Linked DNA regions of Mus musculus: all the other regions are linked to region 3. A link is a contact called in public HiChIP or PLAC-seq and Micro-C data. All regions are on one chromosome and are shown on one strand. Each heading gives the region's core, a stretch centred on a gene start, on an enhancer-like site or on the middle of the called end of the contact. The rest is flanking DNA. Distances are from core to core; before and after follow the strand shown. Region 1 overlaps Fgfr1 (fibroblast growth factor receptor 1). Region 2 holds the start of Fgfr1 (fibroblast growth factor receptor 1). Region 3 holds the start of 5430421F17Rik (RIKEN cDNA 5430421F17 gene). Region 4 overlaps Gm31045 (a long non-coding RNA gene).

Region 1 (3,008 bases), core at 219-2,718, 230 kb after region 3:
TGCCCTGTCCATGCCCTGTAAACTTTGGAACCTCACAGACATGCCGTGTACTGTAGTCTTGGCCATGCTGATGATTAAGTAATGCTGCTATTGTCTTTAAAAACAAAACAATACAAAACAACTGTACTTTATGTGACAAAGATTGGTCCACAAGTTAAAAACAAATCATCCCAGACTTTGCTTGCACTTGGGAAGGCTTTAGGGGAGGCGGCGAGGAGATGGCAGCCCCTCCCCTGACTGAGCACAATCCTGGCAGTCCTCTGCAAACGCCCCTGCCCTGAAGGGACCCAGGAGGCCTGCAGTTTCTGGCTGTCCTTACAAAGTTGATTTAATAAGGATTCCAGGAAAACCAGCCTCCTCTCCCACCCCACCCCACCCCGTCCTTCTCCCGTTTGCCATATTACCGAGTCTTAAGCTTTGTTTCTTCAGATTGGGTTTTGGGGTTTGTGTGTAAAATGAAACTGGGACACAGGCCCAGGGGCAGAATACCGGCTTCCAAAAGTTTAGGAGTCTGAGGAAGACTGCTTGCATGTATTTGTCTCCGAGAGCAGGACTTGAGGCATCAGTGAGTGGGTACGTCCAAAACTTTGCAGGGCCACTTGTAGTTGGGAATGGCGGCCTCTGCTTCCCTGTTCCCTGAGCACCCTAAAGGAGCAAGCCAGTGTGAGACTTCCAGCCTTGAAATGCTTTCCTCCGTCCACAGAAACCTGCATCTCATAAGAGATTTAATGGCTGAGGTTTTACAGCTCCTCCCACCCACCCAGATTTGAAGGAGTCTGGTGGCAGGATGAGGGAGGAGAGGTTACGTTAAATGGAAAAGCTGCAGGCTGCAGGCCCGCTGTGTACCACAAAGCCCGGCTTTGTCCTTGTTCTGCCGAAAAAACCTGTGCCTATGGGGAAAGGCTGGGGGTGCTGCCAAAATCTGGCCCTGGCCTCAGCTGTAGCTCCCTGGTAGCCCTCCCACGCCCACCCCACTAGGGGTCCTGAGCTGCCACTGGTCCAAGAGGGTGTGGATTTCAACCTAGCTGCCTGGGAGTCTAGCTAGGTATGCAGTGTGTATCACTGACAGGCAGGCTGTAGTCCAGGCAGCTTTTGCTTGTTGGTGTGACCTAAGGAGTAAGGTTACATAGCTGGCTTGGAACACTTTGGGGGACACACCGTGGCCACCCTCCACCCCCAGTAAAATTTCTTGTGAAAAGACCTTGTTTGTTTCTAACCCACTGGACAGTAGAGGATTCCAGAATGAAAGGTGTTAAATGATGCCCCCCCCCTTTGTTGTTGTTCAAGCGAGGGTTGGGGGGTTAGGTCCATGAAGTCTGTTGCCAGGTTTCCCTACGTCATTGTGCATCCCCTCCCTGGAGGTAGAACCAGCGCTTCTGAAAGGTGCTTGCTAGCGGAGGGGGGTGGGGTGGGGAGGGAGGGCCGTGCTCAGCCTGTGAGAGAATGTGAGGGTACTCACGTGTCCGGATCAGCGAGGCCCCGGGCAGCCGAGCCGCTCAAGGCTGTGTTCTTGGCTCGGGCCTCCGCATTGCTACACCATTAGCCTCACTCATTTTTCCACTCTGCCGTTGCCAGCCGCTCCCCAAAGTAAGGGGGGAGGAGGAGGAATTTCTCAGGGAAGAAAGAACAAATGGTTGTCCAGAGGACTTGCTGTCGGTGGGGGAGTAGGGGTGGGGGGGCAGGGAGGGAGGCCATACAAAGAATCCAGCCAGGATTCTGTCACCCCGAGTCTGGGACTACCTGTGGGGAGGGCAGAACCGGAGGGAGCTGGCTTCTGTGAGAGCGTGCTTCTGCTGCGTCCCGAGTGGGTGGGCAGGGCCTAAGCAATGGGTCCTTTCTGTCAAGGAGCAGGGTGTCTCTGGGATGTCATTGATGGCCTTGGGGAAGTGACTTCTGGGGATCATTATCCAGGAGGTGAGAGCCAGGTCAGAGAGTCTGACCAGCAGCTCTGCCCTGTTTTTATAAGGCCTCATTCCTCGAGGCTATTGGGAAGTCTCTTTGCTCATCCCCCCCATCCCCACCCCCCATCCCCCACATCCTTACTTCCCTCTTCCCTGGAAACCAGACAACTGTTTCTCCCCTAACCGGGAGTGACCCGGCTGCTCTCTCTCCTCAGCTTCGTAACAGTGCTCATAACAGATTCTCAGATGCATAACAGTGTCACAATTACAGTTAGGAAGTAGCAACAAAATAATCTTATGGTGATGGTGGGGTCACCACAACACGAGGAACTGTATTTAATGGTCGCAGTGTTAGGAGGTTGAGACCCATGGCCTTAAGAGAAGCCTTTTGGAGTCTGGGCTGCCTCTGACTTTTAGTTTGCTCTGTCAGCCTGTAGTGTGACCGGTAGGAACCTAGTCACCTGGGCCCTCTAAATGGCTGTAAGTAGAGAGCCCTGGGCTTGAGCCACTGCCTCCCTCACCCCATCGGGTCTTTGGCTAACACCACTGTCCACTTACCCCATACCACACATGGTTCCTGCTGTCTTCATTCGGGAATCATGTCCTGCATACGGAGCAAGGCTAGGGTGAGAGTTGAAACCCAGTACACCGGTGGTCCTATCTGCTGAGTTGCTGTGCTCCTGAGCCTCCTGGGATAGCTCCTGTAAGAGAGGTGATTTGGGGGCAGCGGTACTCTTGGTTAGCCTGAAAGCAGCCGTTCCCCAGACCCTGAATGTGTAGGCAAAGTGGGTAAGAGGGCCCGGGAATTCAGCAAAATGTAGACTTGCCGCCTGTGAGTCTGGATAGAAAACGTCAGGACTGAAATTTCAAATGGTTAATTAGCAAAGAAAATTGAGTCCAGGACTCAGCCTTTCCTCCCCCATGGTCCCCACAGAGACTGCTAGGCTCAGGCTGGTTACCGGCCTCTTCCTTCACTGATTCTCCCCCATCTAGCCAAGTATATTCCTATTTTTTCCTTGACCGTAGCATGCACCATATATATGACCATTGCTTGTCCCTCTCCTTTTACATGAAATGCCCACCCGTCCCCGCCCAACTTTTTATAAT
Region 2 (2,911 bases), core at 275-2,774, 210 kb after region 3:
TAAACAAATGTGATAATATCTCCGTAGCTTCCCATTTTTTCACCTGGTGGTCACATAGAAAACTGTCTTAGAAACTCTTAGTCTTCAATGTGGAGGGAAGAGTTGGATTGTTTGGTATTCAAGCTGTCATGGCTTGCTCTGTGGAAGCGGAATAGAACAGTCCCCCTCATGATGGCTTTCACATGTGTGACCCTTTTGGCACACTTACATTCATTCAGTCTGCTTCTCATGGGGGAGACCCATAGAGGGACTAGATCTTATCAGATTCGTGACATGCCCAAAGTCTTTGAGTGGTGGAATTCACACCTAGTGTGACATATTCCACCCTTCCAGTGGTCCCCAAGTAGACATCACATCACAGTCACCAGGAAAATTTGCAGAGCCCCCACCCCACTGCTATGCAGCAAACCAACAGGTACCAACCACCTAGTCAGGTCTAGAGTGTGCTGGAATCAAAGCACTGTCTTTGCCTTTGTCAAAGCTGCATCGCCAACCCCTGTGTTTGATTTGTTTGAGACAGGGTCTGTAAGCACAGGCTGTCGTCTCAGTCCCTATGTGGCCAACGGTGATCTTAAGTCTCTGACCCTCCAGGGCTAGGATTGCATATGTACATCATCATTTTAGACTGCTGGAAAGTGAGCTCCTGCAACGAGGCGAAGGCCCCACTGGCTGTCTCAGAATTGTTAGCATGCTTCATCAAAACATCGGGATTTCTCATGTCCAAGCAGGATCAAAAATTTTTATTTTTTAACAATCTCAATATGATTCACGTCCACTGGACTCATTGGATTAAAGAGCCACAGATTAACATCTCTGTGGAGGGACCTGGTGGGAAGGGCATTTCAGCGATTTTCTTTGAGGTTCATAGTATACTGTGGAGGCTCTGGTTTGACTCTGATTAATTCCTAAGGCAAACAAAACAAAACAAGCAAGCAAGTAAACAAACATCCCCCCCCATCCGAAAAAAAAAAAAAACAAAAACCCCTCCTCTCTTCGGTTGCTTCCTGAAAGCTGGTGATTTCTAAGGCTACCATGAACAGCACTGTAGAATTTGCAGGGTCCATTCCAGCGTGAACCACAAAACCTAAATTATGTGGCTGGGGAAAGTTGAGATCCAAGGAAAGGGTCTGAGGGGGAAAGTCAACCGATCCATCAATAAAAACAGTTCGTATATTGTAAGCTATGTGAGGGTCCTATTTATTCCTTTTAGAGACGGGAAAACCGAGATTTAGAGCACGAAAATCATACCCCAAGGCACAGAGATAACCAAAGACCAAGTTGCCCAGTGCAACCTCAAAATTATAGCCAGGCACCCGCCCCTCCCCACCCTCCACTCCTGTCCCCAAATCGCTGATCTACACACAGTCTGAAATTCGGGCGCCCTCCAGGCGAAAACTCAAGTTAGACCAGACTGTAGAGCAGTTCTGCTCGCTCCAGGCTTCTCCGGGGCTGCAGCTTGAGAACTACAAGGCCCAGCAGGCAACTGCAAGGGGAGGAGGAGGAGGTGGGACTAGCGCCGGGTGGGAGTGAGAGAGCGAGCCCTCGCGCCTCGCCGGCGCACAGCGCTCGGAGCGCTCCTGCGGGTACTTTGGCGGGGCTCTCCGCTGCGGGCGGCGCGGAACGGGAGCCGGAACCCTGGTGCAGCCGCTGCGTGCAGAGGACCCGGGCTGCGCAGGGAAGCGGGGCCGAGACGTCCGGACTGGACTGAGACTGTGCTTAGCGCATTGCGGCGACCTCGCCTTTCCCGGCCGCGAGCGCGCGCCGCAGCTGGAAAAGCAGCGGAGACCGAGGACTTTTCTCAGGTCCCAGGGGCGCACCACAGCCGTGCTGCAGTCAATGCACGCCGGAGCCCCAGGAGGGGTGATGGAACTCGGGCTGCCAGAAGCCTGAGACGCCGCCACCGCCGCCGCTGCGTACTGGAGAGCGGGGGGCGCACGATCTGGGGACCCCGGGCGGCGGACCCGAGCCCTCCCCCCCGCCCCGCCTCCGGGGCACCAGCTTCGGCTCCATTGTTCCCGCCCGGGCTGGAGGCGCCCGGCTCGGAGTGCCGCCGGGAGTCGTGCCTCGGCCGCGGAGCCCTCGAGACCCCATCAGGATCTGAACGGAGCCCGGAGACGAGCGGCGGGAGCGCAAGACACAGACACCCGCCGCGCCACGGCGAGCTCTCCAGAGGCGGGACCGCAGCGCCAAGTGAGGTAAGAGTCGCCGGCGCCCGCAGAGCCGGCTGGCTGGGCGTCCCGAGCGGCCCCCGCGCTTCGCCAGTCGCAGCCCGCGCCTCCCTCCTCCAATCCCCCACCCCACCCCCGACTCCGCTCCCTCCCCGGCGCCCCTGTCCCTCCTCCCTCGGCCAGTGTCGCTGCCCGCGCCCCCTCCCCGCGCGCTGGGCCCGCTGCTGCTGCCCGCTGCCTAACTTTTCCGCCAACTCGCGCTCCGGAGCTAGCGAGGAGGCTGCTGCGCTCCGAGTCCAGACCCCGACCCTCTTGGCCCAGGAGAAGGCGGCGGAAGCTGTGTGTTCCCTACTGGGGAGGAGGGCGGGAATGGGCCGGGAGATGGAGGGTGTGTGTGTGTGTGTGTGTGTGTGTACATCATCTATCTTTTGGTCCTCTTGCGGATTCACCCCGTTTCAGCCGGTGGCTTTAAGCTCAACACCCTACATCTGGGATCTTTTCAAGTGTTTTCCTACCTCCGGGCAAGTCTGGGGTCCAGGTTGGGGGGTTGAAGAGGAAAGGAAGTGGCGGGGAAGGCTAGCTTGTCTTGGAATAGGTTTGAAGGAGGTGTCGTCACCAAATGGCTGAATCGGCTTTAGCGGAGAGCGAGCAAAGATTCCCCCCCCTTTTGAGGGGTGATGGTGGTGGTGGTGGTAATGTTCTATTTTATCTTAGACCTAGAGGACTCTTGAAGGGGTCTGGAG
Region 3 (2,775 bases), core at 32-2,531:
ATAGGCTTTAGAACAGACCCTGGCTGAATGCCAACGGCCAGGACATACAGTCACTGGTCCAGGGAGAGCTGACCAGCCACATTCCATCAGACATAGAGGGTAATCAGGAAATACCGTATGGAAGCAAGCTTGCTCCTCTCTGTTATATGCCCAGGGGCCACCCCGATGAAGAAAGGGAGACATGGACATCTAAAAGACCAGCATTTCTCCAAAAGAGATAAAATTATCCAAAGAAATCTGTTCCGGAACATGAGATGGAAACGAGACTAGAAAACTAAGTTTGTCTTCCACGACACAGTGGCGTGGGGTCTCAGAGGACAAATCAGACTGTCTCTGAGAATCCTCCTATACTGAGGTGTCTGCTTTGGCAACTCCAGGCCATCACCTAACCTCCTTTTCAAGTACAAGACAGGGCTCATTTGAACCACAAGCCGGCAGATTTAAGTTACTATCTCTGTTTGTCACACTCAGGAGTCAACCCTGAGCTATATGATTCAAAGGCACCTGGGTAGCAAGCCCACCACAGGAGACAAAGCTTCCTATCCTAGCCCCAAGCTCCAGCTGGCTGCATCTCTCCAACTCCACAGGAGATGCTCTGACACACTCGAGCGGAGGGGGTTATGAGTCAGAAGCACACCTTCTGCTTCCTGTGCTCAGCAGCCCAGATCATTTCTTCCAGCCTTTATGCAGGAGAATCCCACGACTGGAATCCGGTCTCTGGCAAGGTCATACCTAGGGGTGGGGAGATTCCAGTCATTATGCCAAAAGTGCTTAGGAATTGATAGGACAGTGATCAAACAAAGTCTGTCTATCTGACTCTCTCCCTCTCTCCCTCTCTCCCTCTCTCCCTCTCTCCCTCTCTCCCTCTCTCCCTCTCTCCCTCTCTCCCTCTCTCCCTCGCTCCCTCTCCCTCTCCCTCTCCCTTTCCCTTTCCTTCTCCCTTTCTCAAGTATCACCTAAAACTGAATCCACTGGATCCTTTATTCGCTGTAGTTGTTATTCATCTACAGGGGAAAAAAAAAAAAAAACCAAACCCAAAAACAAAACTCCAAACATTAGCAAGAGAAAGAGGTTGGCAACGGCACCCGGCACCCGGCACCCGGCACCCGGCACCCGGCACCCGGCACCCGGCACCCGGCACCCGGCACCAGCAGAGTATTCCTTACCTGACTCTAACATTATCCCAGGCTTCTTTGCCTCTCCCCTATGTGCTGAGTGTGTAAACAGCACAAGCCATACAAGGAATGTTTGTTATGCTGTGGAAACACACACTCTCTCCCTCCGCCCCTTTTCACCCCAGGACCGGATATACACGTTCCAGAAGAGGAATATACATCCCCAGAGTCTGAAATCAAATCTGGAATTCATATCCTCTCTAAATGTACTTTATTAAAAGCAGAGATCAAGAAAAGGTTTTAGAATTATTATATTGGAGAGGTTGATTGTATAGAAAGAACTTGGAATTGAGGACAATTTTAGACATGGTTTGCAAGCTGCTCACTGTGGATTAGTGGGAAACAGGGCACTTTGGCATCTATCCTTTCTCAAAGACTTTAAAATTGGTCCCCAAACTGTATCACTAAACTGGTAAAGAAGACTGCGGTAGGGCTCACTCATCTGTAATTAACACAGCCAAGTGAATTGAACATTTGCGCGCACACATACACATAGTAGGTCAAAAAATCCCAGGAATTAAACTGTCGGTTTGAGGTTAATCTTGTAAAGTCAGTGTGCTAACAGGAATGATGGTGAGTGCAGACTCTACCTGCCATTGAAGAGTCGGTGCGGATGTGCATCTATCTGTGTGTTTGCCTGGGTGTGTGCTGAAAGCTGAGGCAGAGAACAGGAGCCTGTTGAAACTGTAGGCAGGAGGAGGCAGGCAAGGCCTCTACAATTACCCCAGAATGAGCTTGCAGCCTGTACTATTAGGGAGGTCCCTGGCTGAGGAAGCCGTGAGCTTTCTCTCCCCTTCCCAAAGGCCCAGATGATTTTGTATCAGTAACTGTTTCTGAATGCTCTTTTCCCTCGGTTTGGCATTGCGTCACTCTAAATACCATTGTAGCTCACGGTATCTCTCTGATGAAAACAGTCGATTCGCGGGGTCAGCTAACTCAACAGTGGGAGCAATGTGATTATGGGATTCACATTTTGGTAATAAAAGAAGAGCTGAACCCTTTAACCTCCCGAGGAAGGCAGAGACCGCCTGTGACCCAAAAGAAGCCTCTAGACACCGAGAGCTCCCAGAAGGATGGAGAGGGAGTCAATATTTCTGAGCTAATGTACAAGGGAGCTGCTGTGCTGTTTACTGCAAGGCTCGAAGGACAAGGCCTGGAATGCAAATCACAATCCTTGTGGGATTTTGCTGGCTGACAGCCACCATGGAGTCTAGGCTCGTCTTCTCTTTCCTTGGCGAGCAGAGCTTCTCCTGTTGCTGTATCTAAAAGGGTCCCTTTTCCAGACCACATGGAAGAAACTGTGAACCTTTAGGTAGCTGAGGCCCCCTGGACTTTTCACGTTGGCCATTTTCCTAAAACTTTTGGGTTATTTACTTAATTAAAGTGACCATAAGAGGGAATCTGAAAGTAGCTCCCAGTGGCTTTCAGGAGAATCAGCAATGGCGCCGGGTTCCTTCCGGGAATCCTCCCTGCCTTGCTTTCCTTTCTGCCCTGGAGGCTGAGACACATGGAGCTGTGGGCAGCACCGTGTTCCGGCGTTCTCTGCAGGAGGCGTGGCCTCTCAGGTTCCGAGCTTCCTGCTTGGGCTGCAATAAATGTT
Region 4 (2,951 bases), core at 36-2,535, 160 kb after region 3:
GGACTCTGTTGCTGTAGTCAGGGAGGACCTAGAGCAAACCCCTCCCACTTCCCAACCGAAGGCAGCACATGTCTTTGGCATCTTTCCCTACTGTTTCTTGGGTACCACTTTGTGTCCCAAGGCCTGGTCACAATACAGGTTTTATCTGCTCCTGTAACCACATCTTCTGAAAGGACAGAGAGGGGTCTGTGGGCATTGGATAGCCAAAGGGACCAGGCTCAAGTGGGTAATGTTAGTGGGGCTACAGGGCTATTAGGTTGAGATGAGCTAAGAATGGGACTCAGTGGTATACAACAGCACTCACCTAGCTAGTATGTCATATGCTCCAGTACTGAAGAGAGGCACACTGGGGGTGGTGGGGAGTTGGGGGTGTGGGGATTGGAGAAATAGACAAAGCTTGAAGCACCTGACCACAACTGACTATTCCCTCCCTCGATCTTCTCTGCTCCCATCTTTTATTTGTGACATCCCGTGAGAGAGGCGAAAAGCAGGTCCGAGGCAGCATCAGGACTTTCTCACCTTCAGATTGAACCACAACAGAAGCCATGTGCCAGCCAAGATACCTGGTTGCTTGGAGTCCCATCTTCTGCCTGCTGTTCTTTGAGCCTATATCGCTCACTCTGCGGTAGGTCCATGTGGGAGCTGAGGCCCATAAGGCTGTCCATCATACGGAGACATATAATACCGTCGCTTCTCTGATCGTCAGGAAGAGAGAGCTGGTCTTGCTCAGTACCAAGACAGTGTCCAAGAAGCATCTGTCTGGACTACTAGGAAGAGAGGGGGCCCTCAGAGACCATCTTCCATCCAGTTATCCACCCTCAACATGTGTGGCCCACCCTCGGTCCCCCTCATCTTGTGAAAGGTACCACTCAAAGGGCATGAATAGTGGAGACTTGCCAATCATGGACCCTGGGAAGCTGGGCCAGAGGTATCCAGGCCAGGGAGGGATGAGACCCTGTGGGGAAAGAACTCATGAAGAGCTAAGAAGTTTCTTAGAAACAAAAGCCTCTTTGGCTGGCCAGGGACTGTTGGATTGCTTGCTGAGCTCCCAAACCAGCCAGTGGGGGGAACAAGGTAGGGAAACGGTTGAGCCATAAACACAAGACAAAGAACAGGCAGTTCCAAGGAGCCAAGAATGCAAATCATTTGCAGGCCTCCGAGAGACTCTCAACCAAGGACCCCAGTGGGAGGTGGGATTGCCTACCGCTGCTGCAGAGGCCCTCTGTGCACATCAACTGCAGTTGAGTGTGAGCCTGCCTATGAGGGTCCCTGCTGAGTCACCCTCTGTGTGTACTGATGGCTCAGCGGTGAGTCACCGAGTGTGTGTCAGAGTCTGCTGGTGTATGTGTATGCTCCAGCGCAAAAGTATCTGAGGTTTGCCCGTGGGAGAGTGATGGTGTACTGTGAATGAGAATCAGGGAGCCAGGCAGAGTGGAGCGCAGGGGGGAGGCTGTGTTTAAAGGGCACCACACTTCATTCACGCTGTATATCACACACCACATTTCTGAACACAGTCCAGCGGGAGCCATCTGTCCCTTCTTCCTGCGGAACACTTCCCCTCCCCCACCCCCTGTGGAGCAGCAGCGCGGAATTCTTCAGGCAGCGGGAGGAGAGGACTTCTGAAATCCGTCAACCCGGACCCCCTTGCATTTTGCAGAGGGGACCATAGCCAAACACCACCGCTGCGGCCTAGGACAGCGAGGTGCAACTGAGGCTGGCACGGCATCCTCGATCGGTGTCTGAGTATACAGTGGGTCCTTTCTCCTTTCCCAGAAGGAATGAGATGACGTTGCATCTTTCAACTAAAATGCACTCAGAGCAGCCCCGTGCAAAAGGGGCTTGTCTTAATGGCTGGAATGGTTAAATAACCTAGAAGGCAGCAAGCACTGTACCAGACAGCCCTAGACCTAGATTCACTTGACTCCTTGACTCCTTTCCCTCCTCCCTGCCCCACCTCCCCCCTCCCCTTCTTGCCCCACCCAGATCAGAAGTCTCTCCCTGCACCAGCCAGGCCTTTTGGCAGCCCTGACCTACATGATTCAGAATTTGCTTCTGGGACACCACAGAAGTGTCACCTTCACGGGATTGCTGATGTTTTCCTTCCCTTAGCCATCAGCTTGGTGGCCACGTTGTCCTCACGGCTCAGTTTCCACGAAAAGGAATGGATAAAATAGGGGGTTGACTTTAGCAGTTCAAGAAAAATGGCTAAGTGAGGGTGAAGAGCTTGAACCTATTAACTCTTTTTTTAAAAGATTTATTTATGTTTTTATTATATGTAAGTACACTGTAGCTGTCTTCAGACACACCAGAAGAGGGAGTCAGATCTCGTTACAGATGGTTGTGAGCCACCATGTGGTTGCCGGAATTTGAACTCAGGACCTTCAGAAGAGCAATCAGGTGCTCTTACCTGTTGAGCCATCTCACCAGCCCCAAACCTATTAACTCTGAAGATCAGGTCTGAGGTTGGGTATGAGTTTTAATTGTCACATCCACTGATTCCCATATGGCTCAGAGTTGACCCAAACTTCAAAGAGGGGCTTCTGGCAATGGGTTAATTGTTCCTATTCCATATTAACTAAGCAGGTACTATGTCTACAGCACTGCTGAGACCATTCAGTAGTCTCATACCTTTCTCTGTATCCCTGGGGAGCAGAGGTTTATTATCTCATTTATCTAGAGACTTCAAAGGCCCTACACTCCAATAACATTTTGTCATTGATGATGGAATCTACTAAGATGCTCTGGGCATCAGGAGAAAAGAGAAAGGGAAGGACATCGCTGTCAGAACTGGTCTGGAGCTGGGCTCCTCTTATATCTCAGTCAATCCCATATTCAAGAGAACTCTGGTTAAAAACAAAAAACAAAACAAAACAAAACCAAAAAAAAAAACATGCCATAGAGAGGGGTCAGGAAGATGTCACGTGTAGCTGGCAGACTATTGATACAAGAGA

What was found. Hi-C and Micro-C count contacts between places; a contact is called where the count stands out from the background. HiChIP or PLAC-seq counts read pairs in DNA pulled down with a chosen protein or histone mark.
Region 1: a contact with region 3 is called in an H3K4me3 HiChIP or PLAC-seq map of craniofacial prominence, with 5 times the contacts expected there. The contact joins the enhancer-like site here to the promoter of 5430421F17Rik in region 3. A contact is called at or near these places in 2 of 39 promoter capture datasets (the SN4741 cell line and pre-B cells), 2 of 484 Hi-C or Micro-C datasets (bone marrow-derived macrophages and muscle stem cells), 14 of 115 datasets of contacts at active chromatin or transcription factors (cardiomyocytes, craniofacial prominence, embryonic basal ganglia and 10 more) and 4 of 9 other capture datasets (adipose tissue, embryonic trunk, liver and 1 more).
Region 2: a contact with region 3 is called in an H3K4me3 HiChIP or PLAC-seq map of forebrain, with 7 times the contacts expected there. The contact joins the promoter of Fgfr1 here to the promoter of 5430421F17Rik in region 3. A contact is called at or near these places in 25 of 39 promoter capture datasets (the 3T3-L1 cell line, 3T3-L1-derived adipocytes, the C10 cell line and 18 more), 4 of 484 Hi-C or Micro-C datasets (bone marrow-derived macrophages, embryonic stem cells and muscle stem cells), 20 of 115 datasets of contacts at active chromatin or transcription factors (the NIH/3T3 cell line, bone marrow-derived dendritic cells, craniofacial prominence and 15 more) and 3 of 9 other capture datasets (adipose tissue, liver and pancreatic islet).
Region 4: a Micro-C map of embryonic stem cells shows a contact between it and region 3, with 2.4 times the contacts expected there. The contact joins the enhancer-like site here to the promoter of 5430421F17Rik in region 3. A contact is called at or near these places in 1 of 484 Hi-C or Micro-C datasets (embryonic stem cells) and 5 of 115 datasets of contacts at active chromatin or transcription factors (bone marrow-derived macrophages, craniofacial prominence, embryonic basal ganglia and 2 more).

What each region holds. Positions count from the first base shown.
Region 1 is chr8:25,535,858-25,538,865 of GRCm38.p6, forward strand. The region is part of intron 2 of Fgfr1 (fibroblast growth factor receptor 1); the gene reads left to right. It overlaps Gm31288 (a long non-coding RNA gene), which reads right to left. Exons shown (of 3, transcript XR_003947368.1): 1 at 1,460-3,008. Among named protein-coding and RNA genes, the nearest start is that of Gm31288, 8.4 kb to the right of the region's middle. Within about 2 kb of position 1,469, at least 239 of the 459 cell types and tissues checked have an H3K27ac peak or open chromatin away from gene starts, as enhancers often do. A contact at or near this core is called in adipose tissue, cardiomyocytes, craniofacial prominence and 10 more, where this site is marked.
Region 2 is chr8:25,517,235-25,520,145 of GRCm38.p6, forward strand. Fgfr1 (fibroblast growth factor receptor 1) reads left to right here and starts at 1,525. Exons shown (of 18, transcript NM_010206.3): 1 at 1,525-2,195. It overlaps Gm31288 (a long non-coding RNA gene), which reads right to left. Exons shown (of 3, transcript XR_003947368.1): 3 at 2,454-2,911. RefSeq lists promoters at 690-1,664, 1,450-1,664.
Region 3 is chr8:25,304,989-25,307,763 of GRCm38.p6, forward strand. 5430421F17Rik (RIKEN cDNA 5430421F17 gene) reads right to left here and starts at 1,282. Exons shown (of 3, transcript NR_040352.1): 1 at 1,167-1,282; 2 at 638-732.
Region 4 is chr8:25,464,391-25,467,341 of GRCm38.p6, forward strand. Gm31045 (a long non-coding RNA gene) reads right to left here. Exons shown (of 4, transcript XR_378820.2): 3 at 520-767. Among named protein-coding and RNA genes, the nearest start is that of Gm30978, 12 kb to the left of the region's middle. Within about 2 kb of position 1,286, at least 250 of the 459 cell types and tissues checked have an H3K27ac peak or open chromatin away from gene starts, as enhancers often do. A contact at or near this core is called in bone marrow-derived macrophages, craniofacial prominence, embryonic basal ganglia and 2 more, where this site is marked.